Linked DNA regions of Gossypium arboreum: region 2 is linked to region 1. The links are chromatin contacts, called in public Hi-C maps. All regions are on one chromosome and are shown on one strand. The core of a region is the stretch at or near the end of the contact, and the rest is flanking DNA. Distances in the headings are between cores, read along the strand shown. Region 1 holds the start of LOC108487078 (NADH dehydrogenase [ubiquinone] 1 alpha subcomplex subunit 8-B). Region 2 holds the start of LOC108453701 (probable 1-deoxy-D-xylulose-5-phosphate synthase, chloroplastic).

Region 1 (6,540 bases), core at 441-2,940:
TTTTATCCATACATGAGGGGATACAATGCCGAAAGCATATATAATGGGACAGTTCTTGTTCAATGCAAACTGGACCTAACTTATTCATAATTCAAGCATGAAAAGAGAATGTGTTTGATGAGTGCCAGCTGCTGGCTGCTGCTGAAAGCCGAAGTCAGTCCAAAGGGCAAGCTTTCTCAAAGGCTTGTTGCTCTTTGCGACATAAATCGAACTCATTTGTGTAGTAATACATGCATCCCACATAAGCTTCCATGGGGTCTTTGCATCTCTGATACAGATCTTTTAGCCTGCACCACGCGGTCCAACATTCCATAATTCAGATTAAAAAAGAAACGGAAAGGGTAACAGTAATGCACAATGTAGTCACCTATTCGAGTAATGCTTTGAGTTCCCCCCCAAAAATGTGCTTTTTAAAATATCCGGACAAGGGTACAAAGATAGGATTCACCTAAGTTCCTCCAAACACATAGAAAAGCTTAAAAGAATAAAGATGGAACATACCTATATTTGACACACGAACCAAGTTCGATAACATAGAGTAAGAACCGCAAAATATTCAGTGTTCAGAGGCATTTTTTAAGCTACAAAATGCTATAAACCCAAATCAAGTGAATGCGGCAAATGTCTTACTCTTGATTGGAGAAGTGGGAAGCCCCATTTTTACAATCAAACACAAACAGAAAGCCGAAAACCTATTAAAACTCAGTTGGTTTTCAGTAAATAGATCTAAAAAAGAATCAAACTAACATAAAGAGGAAGAAAAAACATCAGATTCAATGGCTCGGTTACACATGAATCTATTTCGCCTAATCATAGGGAGACTTAACATGGATTCATTTGAAGTTTCCATTGCTAATTGAAACACAAAGATACCAAATGAGAGATGATCATTTCCCCGCCCCGCCTACCCAAAGAGATAAACCCTATGTTTCTCGAGGATATGCCCGTACCTATATCGATATGGATACTTTCGAGAGAAATGACCTATCCCTATCCTTTTAACCACACTTTCACAGTATAAAACCTCCTAAAAAACCTGTTCCAAAATTTCCATTACAAAGATATTAAAACCAATAATCCTAATTATCACACATTTTCCTAGTTAATTTCATTTCCCAGTTTTAATTCCCTTTCAATTCCAACATTGTCATATACGAACCAATTGAGCAAGAAAAACCCACAAAGAAATTCAAAATGGGAAAAACTGAAAATTGAAAAAAAAAATGCTTACACTCCAAGGGCACAGCGAGTAGCTTGGCGGCCCTTATCGAGACATTTCTCAGGGTTGGGATCTTTCTTCTTACACTTGAGGAACTCCACGTTTTCGGACATACATTTAATCTCTATGTGCTTTGCTGATGACATCAGCACCGACGACGTTGGGATCGGTTCCCCCGTCGCATCCACCACTTTCGCCATTTCCGCCACCGAACCCAGAAAGAAATAAAAAAAAATAAAAAGATCGCTTCTTTCTGCATCAACAATGAAAAGACGTCAAAATTTCATCAATCAAGATGAAAAAAAGGGAAAAATTACTGGGAATTAATCTCTTACCTTAATCAAGTAAAGGGTTTTCACTTAAACACTGAGATAGAGAATAGGGTTGTAAAGGACTCAAGAGTGAAGAGTTAAGGTTTTGTTTAAACAGACGTAAACGGTGGAGTTGGTTGGTAATTCATTTTTGCTTTGAAGGGTATTTACGTCATTCCATGTTTCTTTTTGGGGTTTTATGCTTCCAATCCCAAAACCCTTGCTTTCTTCAGTTTTCTTTTCTCTTTTGTGCCAATCACCAAAGCAGTCATTTTCCGAGACAATTTAAGGGTAAGTTAAATTAAATTATTGTGATTTGATTTAATGTTAAAGTGACTTCCTTAGATCTCTTCTTTGCTTAGTTTTTCATCTGTTTTTTTATGGATAAAATGTTGAATTTGCTGAAATTTGTAGAGATCTTCGAATTGACTTTACCCCTTGAAAAGTGTAGGCAAAAGATTTCATTTTTCTTTTCCGTTTCATTGTTGCATAGGAAATTTCCTTTTTCCTTCTTTTGCCTATTGCAATTGGAGTGACCGTTCTTTATATTACTATACATGTTTGGCATCAATGATCAAACTTAAATTGTCGGGTTGGGTTGGGTTGGTTTTGGATATGACAAAGAAAGGCATGATTTTGAGCAATGTCCCTTGGCTCATTTAGATAATGCCTTTAAACCTGAAAGAATTGGTGATTGATTGTCAGTGCTGAATTATTGCTAGAATCCATTTTTGTTTTGAAATGGACAGGATGTTTTGACATTGAATATTACATAATTTGCTCGGGTTGGGGGGATTGATATAATGAAGTAAAGGATTGGATATCAGGCTCACTTCCTTTGCATTCTAGACTTGCTTAGGTGAAGCTAGTAAGCTGAAATGGTGATGGATTAGCAACCAGGTGATTATTTTATGATTTTCTCTTGGAGAGCCAGGGTTGTCAAGGCATTGTGTTACAGTCCCAAGTTACGGATCGAGTCACTGGATGATTTGTAGGAAATTTGTTTGACTTAACTGATCTTTTCCCTTTGTTTCTGTTTCTTTCGTGGGATGACCCATAATGAACAAGTGGAACTCGTCAAAGGGAATTCCAGACCTTAGAATCGTTAAAAGTGTCTTAAACCCCTGAATATTAGAATAAATTCCGACTTAATTTATTCTTATTTGCAACAGCAGCTATCTTTTTTTTTAATCCCAAATTTAGTGTGAGCATTTTATTTGTCTCTTTAACACTTTATAACTCTTCCCCCCTTCTGCAAAGTTTATAAGTTAAATAAAATTCATTGTCTAGAGAATCTCTTTGTTATTCACACTGAGGTGGACTCTGTAAAAGAAATTGTCAACTTGACTAGGTTTGTTGGTCGCCAGTAAACACTTGAATATGTTTTGAGTGATGCGGGATATGATGGTGTGGTGTGGAGGGCTTTATGTGTTATCATTGGACCTCTTTGTTGCTCATGGTATGCATTTGGACTCAAATCCGTTGCTCACTCACTCCGATGCCATGTTTAAATTGTGTGCATTTATAACTGTGGGCAAAACATAATAAGTACGGTTTTCTTCATACATATATACAACATGCATGTAAGGATGGATGTTTTGTGCTGTTTATGTTATAAAAATGCATCCGTTCGTACTGATTAGGTTGGTGTTTTCTTGTGTATGTATAGAGATGGGCGACAAGAAGAAAAAGACTTTTATGTTTATCCGTCTTGTCTCGGCTGCTGGGACTGGATTCTTCTACGTGAAGAGGAAAAGTGCTAAGAAAGTGGCTGAGAAACTCGAGTTCCGCAAGTATGATCCCCGGGTAAATCGCCATGTTCTTTTTACAGAGCAAAAAATGAAATAAGGAACCTGTTATTTTGCTTGCAGCTATTCCGTTCTCAACTTATTGACTTTTTAGATTGATGTAGCCGTACTGTTTTTGGTAGAAGATACCAAATTATGCGAACTGGAATGAAAGATGATCGTGTTTTGTCAAATTTGTTTAAGCCTCCAAAGCTTGCATTATCATGTATTAAATGCATCATTTAAAGAGACGGTCAATGAGCAAAACATATATTTTAGGTTAAATTATGAGGATAATCCCTGTACTTGTTGATTTGTGTGGGTTGTCTTTCTACTTTTATTTGCTTTAGTTTGGTCCCTCATTTTCAGTTAGCTCTACTAAAAAATTATTTACAATAACAAATTTAGCCTCTCAATCTTTACCACTGTTATCAATTTGACCTCTACTTTTTTTTCTTATAAAAATATTAAAAAAAACTATAAAATTATATTAAAAAATTATAGATTAGTTAAAATTTTTTAAATGTGTCGACAAATTAACGAAAAAAAAAAAACACTGAAACTTAATATCAATCACTAGATTAGAAATCATTGTTCAATTAGTTACGAGTGTAATCTTACACAATTGAAAAAATAATTTTCTTAATAATGAGCTTTGAAAAAAACTCCCTCTATCAACCCTTCCCACTTTCTTCTTTTATATGGCTTCAATTCTCATGGTTTCGCATAGTAATCAAAATTAACAAACAAAACCTCTCTCCTTTTTTTTCTAAAAAAAATCGAAACCAAAAAAGATGAATGGAAAAAATATCTTCATGTCGTTTCTTTTTTTGGTGTGGTTTCATTCGATTTTTCAAAGACCCACAATCTTTTTCAGTGTGAGGGTGTTGAAATTCAATGAAACACTATTTTCATTTAAAGTTTCTTTTTGAAAAATACAATTTTTATTTCTTGTTTTTGATTTTCGAAGAAAACTTGTAGACTTTTATTTAAAATATTTTTTTACTCAATGAAATAATGACACACAAACCAAGAAAGAAATAAGTGAAAAAAGATTACCAGAAAAGAATGTGTATCTATTTTGAATGTCATCTTGTCTTTTTTTTTTTTTTTGAGAATAAGATATGGATGCCATTAAAATTGATGGAACTAATCCTAATTAATGCAAAAGTTGTACCCTACTTAGTTCTTAAAGGACTTAAATCGTCCAGTCTTAAAAAGAAACAAATAAACAACCTAAAAGAAGCAAACCCTAAAAATTGACTACATCCTAGTTTCTAGAAAAAAAACCCAGTAGTTTCTCTTTTGGCAATTCACTCTTTCATCTACCACCATCGTTCCACCCTGAAATGATCTGTACTTTTAGCGTCCTCCATGAAAGTTCTTGTAGAAAAAAGAAACCGACGAAACCTTTCGTTTTTCATTTCTTCCAACCCATTTCAAATCCTGTTCGAAAAATTTCTGTCTCTTTTAGCCGCTAACTCTACCCTTTGAGGGGCCTCATCAATCCATACCTTTGTTCCTGGCCAGTTCTTCCCTTCCTCTGCCATTACGTGCGCCGTTTGGTTTGTTGTTCATCCAGCGAAAGAGCAGGTAACATTTTCGAATCTCCGACATCTTTCTTTTATTTCTTGAATAATCACCGCAATACCATATTTTCTTGATTACTGTCAAGGAATCTCCTTCCACTATCATATTTCGAAAACCCAGCTCCTCAGCCACCGAAACTGCCTAAAGACATTCTTTCGCCTCTACCGTGGTGGCATCTACTATAAAGGTGTTGTGGTGAGTCCATGCAACCAATATATGATCTTCACAGTCCCTGGACAATATTCCCATCACTGATTTGAATGTATTGTTGCAAAATGCTGCATCAAAATTGCATTTTATCATATCTGCTCTCAGTGGAACCCACATAATGTTGATTTGTCTAGTAGATGTTGAAGTTTCTGTATTAATGATATTGCTTTCTTCCTGATATGCTTTAATAAATGTTATTACCTCAAATGTGTTCAAATTTTCTCCTTGATGATGGACCTTATTTCTTATCTTCCATATCGCTCAGAAGGATATTGTTAGGCATTTTCTTTGTTCTTCATTCATGTTGGTAAAAATCTCTGCTAACTACATTTTCCATTATTGTCCTTGGGAGCTTGGAGAAGTATCAATCCCCACTCCTAGTAGGATATCTTTTGAAATCATGCATTCCCAGAAAACACGAGCCACTAATTCCTCCATTACTCGACATAGTGGGCAGATATTCGTTACTAACAGATTTATTGCCTGTAAATTATTGAATATAGACATGTAATTGTTTACTATTTTCCAGAATGTAATTTTAACCATGCTTGCTAGTTGTAAGTTCCAGAGTCTGAGTAGAGAGTCTATAGGTCTATTGGGGGAGGGTTATAGTCCTTTGCAGTATCACTATATCTTCTTTATTTAGCCATTTGTACCCACTTTTAGCTAAGTACATACTTGTGTTATCACCTCTCCATACTCTGACATCCTTGATATCGATTCCTGCAACGGGAATGGTCATGATTCTGTGTACTTGGTCTTTGTAAAAAAGTTTTCCTAGGACCTCCGTTTTCCAAGTAGACTGTTCATTGTTAATTAAATCAGCAACTGTTGTATAGTTTATATCAATGGTCTGACATGTGATTCTTCCTGGCCTAGGTCTTGGAATCCACGCCTCATTCCAAACATTAATGGATTTTCCATCACCAACCCTCCAACCCAAACCCTCATCTAGGAGTCTTCTTACGCTCTATATGCTCCACCAGGTATAAGATGGGTGAGAACCTAAACTTGCTTTTAAAAATTCACTATTTGGGTAGTATTTACCTTTCATTATTCTAGCAAAAAGAAATCCGGTTGCATCGTTAACTTCTATCCTTATTTTGCAAGCAATGCGATATTAAACTTGGCCAAATCTCTAAAACCTAAACCTCCCATTGCTTTCGGTTTGCACATATGTTGTGTGTAAATAACTAATGCAATTGTGCAATTGTACACGCCATTTAAGTAATAAAGTGATAAGTAAGTATCGTCTCCACGGGGATAAAAAATTGGTAAGAAATTGAGTAAGTTATTATAATCTAAATAGTAGGAAATACTTTCAAGTTGAACAAGATGTTTGTATAATGAATTAGTGAAATGAAATGTTAAAAGCAAAGAATTGATATGGCAAATAAATGCTGTGGCAAATTATAGAGAAAAG
Region 2 (6,880 bases), core at 2,141-4,640, 260 kb after region 1:
ATAGGCATAAAGCTTAACACAAGTGATGCCAGTGTACTAAACACGTCTTACACACTATCACAAATCAATGCCGTCGCCCTAGACGAGATCTTACATGAAACGAAATCCGCACACACAAGGCTCCATCGATCGATCTCGCACACATAGTGCTCGGTTAAAGAATTCGCACACAAGTGTCCATCGGTGATCTCGCACACATAGTGCTCGGTTAAAGAATTCGCACACACAAGTGTCCATCGACCGATCTCGCACACATAGTGCTTGGTTAAAGAATTCGCACACACGTTGTCTCAATTCATTCGCACACATAGTGCCTATATTCATTCGTTATTACATATTGAAATAACTTAACCAAGTCTATAAACATCATATAAGTACACTTTAAACGTGTCCTTTCATTTAATTTTGAATTCATATAGTAATGAACACTTAAACTTTGCTCGAATCACCGACATTAAGCCTGCTAGGCATGAAGGCTGATTACACATCATCGGCACGAATGCCCTTCAGACTTAGCCCGGATGTAACACCAAAGACGAATGCTCTTCGGGACTTAGCTCGGATGTAACACCAAGACGAATGCTCTTGGGACTTAGCCGGATGTAACACCAACACAAATGCTCTTGGGACTTAGCCGGATGTAACACCAAAGACGAATGCTCTTGGGACTTAGCCGGATGTAACACCAAAGACGAATGCTCTTGGGACTTAACCGGATCATCGTCGAGACCTTTAGCTCGGATGAAATCTCCACACAAAGCCGGTAATTTTAATCCGGACATAATCTCTCGCACATAGCCATCGGATCTTTACCCGGGCATAATCTCCACATATAGTCATCGGGTCTTTACCCGGACACAATCTCTACTTATAGTCATCGGGTCTTTAAGCCCGGATTCACATCACTAAGTCTCATACATATTTATTCACATGTTATCATGTTTCACATAGCACAAATCACATGCTTATCAACTTAAACCATGTAAATTTCCACATCCATGAAAACATCATCATATGCATATATACTTAAACCAATATTAGCCAATTTCAATGGCCATTTACAAAATGAATTATCATCCAACAAGCCAACACATTTGGCCAAATCAATTATGACACATAACAAAATGACCAAGTCCCTATACATGCCATAACTCAAAATGTTGAATCCAATGGTACCCAAAATAATAAGTTGATAGTGTTAGTGGATCTCCGACAATCTCCAATCCCTAAGCTAGCTTAGTGACACTAAAAAATAAGAGAAAGGAAAGGGGAGTAAGCTATACAGCTTAGTAAGTTCCCATGCAAATAATAAGCATCAAATCTAAACACTGAACATGCAATTACCATCATGATGATTGACATAATTATTATTAAGATCTTAAAATCATAACTTACTCAATCATAACCTTACTGAGGGCTCATCACATAACGAGCTCATTACGTATGAGTTTTTTATACATACCTGAGTCATCTTGAATTGGATTTACATACAATTCATCTTTGACATACTCGTAAATTACCCATTGAACCACTTGGAATACTAAAAGATACCCGGGAGTCCCGTACACACGGTATCGTACCAATGCCATATCCCAAATATGATCTTATATGTAATCTCGTGTCAATGCCAATAGCCCAGCTATAGTCTTACACGAAGTCTCATATCGATGCCATATCCCAGATATGGTCTTACATGTAGTCTCATATTGATGCCATATCCTAGATCTAGTCTTCCACGTAGTCTTAGTAACCCTAATGTCATGACATTTGTATCCTATCTATTCCTAAGGTTCAATCGAGATTTCACGCTTGTCGAAACTTTGTCGAATTCATCCAAGGGTCAATCTCAATTCATACAATAATAAAGTATTTAAAACATAATTAAAATCATGCATTATTTACATACAAACTTACCTCGGTACAAAAATAGTAGAAATGGGACCTAATTGTCAAACACTTTGTTTTTCCCTCGATCTAGGTCTGAACCTTATTTCTCTTGATAATCGAGCTTGGAAGTGGCCAAACCCTAGCTATGACCTCCCCTTCTAATTTTCGGCTATGGAAGGGAGAAGATGGACAAATTTTGGCTTTTTATTCATTTAATTACCAAATGACCAAAATGCCATTATCTTAAAACATAAAATTTCTCTTACCTCATGTCTATTTTTGTCCACTAATTTAACAAATGGTCTAATTATCATCTAAGGACCTTCAATTTAAAATTTATTAGAAATTAGACACCTTTGGCATATAGAACTCAAGTTTTCACTCTTTGCAATTTAGTCCTTTTTGCTAAATTGAGTGCTCCAACGTCAAAATTTTCGAACGAAATTCTCACGAAATCATTCCATAAAACTGTAGGCCATAAAAATGTAATAAAAACAAGTTTTACTACGTCGAATTCGTGGTCCCGAAACCTCTGTTTTGACTGGCCACAAAATTGGGTTGTTACTTTGGGACTTGGACCAATACTTTTTCATCCATTGCTTTCCAATACATTAATCATCACCATTCAAATGTGAAGAACCCATCTATGAATTGTTTGGAGTCATATTTTTAAATGGTGAATAAAATTGTATTGGATGAAAATACACACAAAAGTAATGCAATGGATGGGAGCAGGGGTGAATTTAGATGGGGTTGGTACGACTTTTGACCCTCTTGAATTTTGTAAAATTTCATTTAAAACCTCTTTGATTTTTTTTTAAATTTTTATTTTGATCTTATAGTTAGTGGCTAAAAATAGAATGAATTTGTGTTTGGTCCCTAAATTTTTCTAAAGTTTTTTAAATTTGATTTATTTTATAGAATTTATATTTTTTATATGTTTAGTAACATTTTTAGTTCAGTCTAACTAACTAATATAGTGTACTATCTAAATATTAATTTGATAAGAATAAATTTAATAATTGCAATATTTAAATATAAATAATATCTAAATATTAATTAAGTAAAATAAACTTAATAATTAAAATATCTAATACAAATTTCATAATATTTTGACGATGAAAACATCTCAAGTAAGCCGAGTATACTGTAACCATGTTTATTTTATATAATATCCAAACACCACCCACCCCCCAACCCCCAATTAACATTTCTAGCTTGACCTTCGATACCAGCCAGACCCCCAAGTTAAATAATCCATTTCACATCAACAGCATAAAGTAACGTAAGCCCACAATGATCAGATTGAGAACGATAACAGACAACAACCCTCCCTCAAGAAATAGGAACAAAAGGAAAGAAAATAAAGGTACCTTCTTCTAACGCCGTAATCTATCCATTTGTGATTTTTCCATTGACGTGGTCCAATCAGAGAACGACCTGCCACTTCAACTTCAATCCTAGAACATTGCTCTTTGCTGTCCCCCTCCCCTGTAATAATAAAAACCTCTTACATACAAATGAAGAAACAGTTTATTTATATGTAATAATATTAATTTTTGGGTTTTCAGAGAAAAAAAAAAGGCCCTTTTTTTTTTCTCTCTTGTTTTTAAGTTTGGATGTTCATTTGCTATAGACAAAACCTTTATTTTTTTTTATAAGAGTATATAAATATAGTCTTGACGAAGGTTTCGACACAATCATCCACTTAGTACCATCATCAAGCAATAAAGCAGGGTGACATGACGGTGCAATAGTCAATAACCAAATTGTCTATAAATCTTTCATTGATTGGATAGCCTTTCATTCTTGCACTCAAATAGTGGAAACTTTTCTGGGTTCTTCTGGTTTTGTGCTCTTAATCAGCAGTTGCAGTACTTTATTGCTCTTTGGAGATTGTATAGTCTTTAGTCATGGCCCTTTGTGCATCTTCATTTCCTGCCATTATTAACTGGGGTGCAGCTTCAGATCCTCAAAAATCCACTCCTTTTGCTTCCCATTTTCTTGGTGGATCAGATCTGGTTTTGCAGCCATTGAAGAAGCTCAATCAGGTTCATATGAAATAACCATAAAAAAAAAAGGAAAACTGGTTTAATTTATTTTTTTATCAGAATTTATAGTCGTTCCTTGTTTTAGATAATACTTTGTTTAAGTAAAGTTTTTGAGTTTTGTTTAATGGGTTTAGTTTAGTTATAAGAAATGGATATCTTACCAAAATTTGGGTTTTCTTTTGATTTGAATTCAATTACTTATTAGATTTCAGTTAAAATAAATATAAATTGAAAAAATTGGTGGTTTTTTGTTTTGATTTGGTAAAGGTCAAAAAAAGGCCAGGTGGGGCTTATGCATCACTATCAGAAGGAGCTGAATATCACTCCCAAAGACCAGCAACGCCTCTCTTGGACACTATAAACTATCCAATTCATATGAAAAATCTCTCTGTCAAGGTATAAAAACATCCAAAAATAAAGTTCTTTTCCCTTGCCTTTTATCAATTATTATGATATGGGAACTTTTCATGCAGGAACTGAAACAACTATCCGAAGAACTGCGGTCTGATGTGGTTTTCAATGTTTCAAAAACTGGGGGTCACTTGGGTTCAAGCCTTGGTGTGGTTGAACTCACTGTGGCTCTTCATTATGTCTTCAATGCCCCTAGAGACAAGATATTGTGGGATGTTGGTCATCAGGTTTGGTTCTTGCTTTTCTTGGTTTTATGAGAAAAGAAAGATGTTGACTGATGGTCAATTGATCTTTATTTCGGAAAAATTCTTCATTTGATTTGTAGTCTTACCCTCACAAAATCTTGACTGGGAGAAGACATAAGATGCATACCATGAGGCAAACTAATGGATTGGCCGGATTCACGAAACGGTCGGAGAGTGAATACGATTGCTTCGGGACTGGTCACAGTTCAACCACAATCTCTGCAGGCTTGGGTATTAATCCAGTCCTTCTGCATTCTTTTTTGCATATTATATGTATGGTTAAAACATTGAAACCAGATAACTCTTATCGAACCGTTATCGAGTTCTTTGATGTTGCTCTTAGCTAACATGCGATTTTGTTGTTTTTTTAAATGAAATTTTTGCTTTTGATATGGTGAAATACTATTTTCAATTCCGTTATGCAAACCTAGTTTCACTTGATCTTCAGAGATTTAACTGTCTTGATGTTTCGGGTGGACAGGGATGGCTGTGGGAAGGGATCTGAAAGGTGAAAGGAATCATGTTGTTGCCGTCATAGGTGATGGTGCTATGACTGCAGGACAAGCTTACGAAGCAATGAACAATGCCGGATATCTTGATTCTGATATGATTGTTATTCTTAATGACAATAAACAAGTTTCTCTGCCAACTGCCAATCTCGACGGACCTATACCACCTGTGGGAGCTTTGAGCAGTGCTCTCAGCAGGCTGCAATCAAACAGGCCTCTTAGAGAACTGAGAGAGGTTGCAAAGGTAAGTAGAAATGAATAGAACCCAGAAAACTAATATAATTTTTACTAGAAACTAAAACTTACTAAGACTGGATATGGTTTGATTGCAGGGAGTTACCAAGCAAATCGGTGGGCCTATGCATGAACTGGCTGCAAAAGTTGATGAGTATGCTCGTGGAATGATCAGTGGTTCTGGATCTACACTTTTCGAAGAACTTGGACTATATTATATTGGACCTGTTGATGGCCACAACATCGATGATTTAGTTTCTATTCTCAAAGAGGTTAAGACTACTAAAACAACGGGTCCGGTCTTGATCCATGTTGTCACTGAGAAAGGCCGAGGTTATCCATATGCAGAGAGAGCTGCTGACAAGTATCACGGTAACATACAGAATAAGCCCTTTTAGAAGAGAGATCATTTCATATGATTTAATTTATATGACCTTAGTTTAGGGAATAAAAGAATAAACTGTACCTGGATTTCTTTTCTCAGGAGTGGTGAAGTTCGATCCGGCAACTGGAAAGCAATTCAAAGGCAATTCTGCTACCCAGTCTTACACTACATATTTTGCTGAGGCTTTGATTGCGGAAGCTGAGGCAGACAAAAATATTGTTGCCATCCATGCTGCAATGGGAGGTGGAACCGGATTAAACCTCTTCCTCCGCCGGTTCCCACAAAGATGTTTCGATGTGGGGATAGCTGAACAACATGCTGTCACCTTTGCTGCAGGCTTGGCCTGTGAAGGCTTGAAACCTTTTTGTGCAATCTACTCATCATTCATGCAAAGGGCTTATGACCAGGCAAGCTACCAAAGTTACCTCGGGTTTTCTTTTTTACGAATTGTAATCGATTATTATTCCGTGTAAGTTAAACATGTTGCATTTTAAAATCATTACTAATGTGTTGATTTGCTGCAACAGGTCGTACATGACGTTGATCTGCAGAAGCTGCCTGTAAGATTTGCAATGGACAGAGCTGGCCTCGTTGGTGCAGATGGTCCAACACATTGTGGGGCTTTTGACGTCACTTTCATGGCTTGCCTCCCCAACATGGTGGTAATGGCTCCTTCTGATGAAGCTGAACTTTTCCATATGGTTGCAACAGCTGCTGCCATAGATGACCGTCCTAGCTGTTTCCGTTACCCAAGAGGAAATGGGATCGGAGTTCAGTTACCACCTGGGAAAAAAGGGGTTCCACTGGAGGTGACTTTCAAGAAAGCCTCAAAATATTCCTTTTTGTAAAGAAACAAAGACTAAAGGGAAAATTAACTCGGAATTCGTATAATATCCCTTACAGGTTGGCAAAGGCAGGGTACTAATTGAAGGGGAAAGAGTGGCACTATTAGGCTATGGAAGTGCAGTTCAAAGCTGCTTAGCAGCTGCCTCTTTATTGGAATCGCATGGCTTAAGGCTGACCGTAGCAGATGCACGATTTTGTAAGCCATTGGATCACGCCTTGATCCGGAAACTGGCAAAGTCACACGAAGTACTGATCACAGTCGAAGAAGGATCAATCGGGGGCTTTGGTTCTCATGTGGCACAGTTCCTAGCA

What was found. A called contact is a pair of places that touch in the nucleus more often than the background predicts.
Region 2: a contact with region 1 is called in a Hi-C map of leaf, with 4 times the contacts expected there. The contact joins the promoter of LOC108453701 here to the promoter of LOC108487078 in region 1. A contact is called at or near these places in 3 of 5 Hi-C or Micro-C datasets (all in leaf).

Annotation. Positions count from the first base shown.
Region 1 is chr10:100,851,087-100,857,626 of ASM2569848v2, forward strand. LOC108487078 (NADH dehydrogenase [ubiquinone] 1 alpha subcomplex subunit 8-B) reads right to left here and starts at 1,691. Exons shown (of 3, transcript XM_017791308.2): 1 at 1,555-1,691; 2 at 1,232-1,472; 3 at 1-287. The coding sequence starts at 1,419. The coding sequence ends at 155. LOC108487079 reads left to right here and starts at 1,727. Exons shown (of 2, transcript XM_017791309.2): 1 at 1,727-1,821; 2 at 3,200-3,614. The coding sequence starts at 3,202. The coding sequence ends at 3,378. It overlaps LOC108489554 (a long non-coding RNA gene), which reads left to right and starts at 4,407. Exons shown (of 5, transcript XR_001872010.2): 1 at 4,407-5,102; 2 at 5,997-6,114.
Region 2 is chr10:101,104,411-101,111,290 of ASM2569848v2, forward strand. It overlaps LOC108453701 (probable 1-deoxy-D-xylulose-5-phosphate synthase, chloroplastic), which reads left to right and starts at 3,391. Exons shown (of 10, transcript XM_053020482.1): 1 at 3,391-3,938; 2 at 4,206-4,334; 3 at 4,412-4,576; 4 at 4,675-4,825; 5 at 5,076-5,347; 6 at 5,436-5,709; 7 at 5,822-6,129; 8 at 6,250-6,531; 9 at 6,626-6,880. The coding sequence starts at 3,801.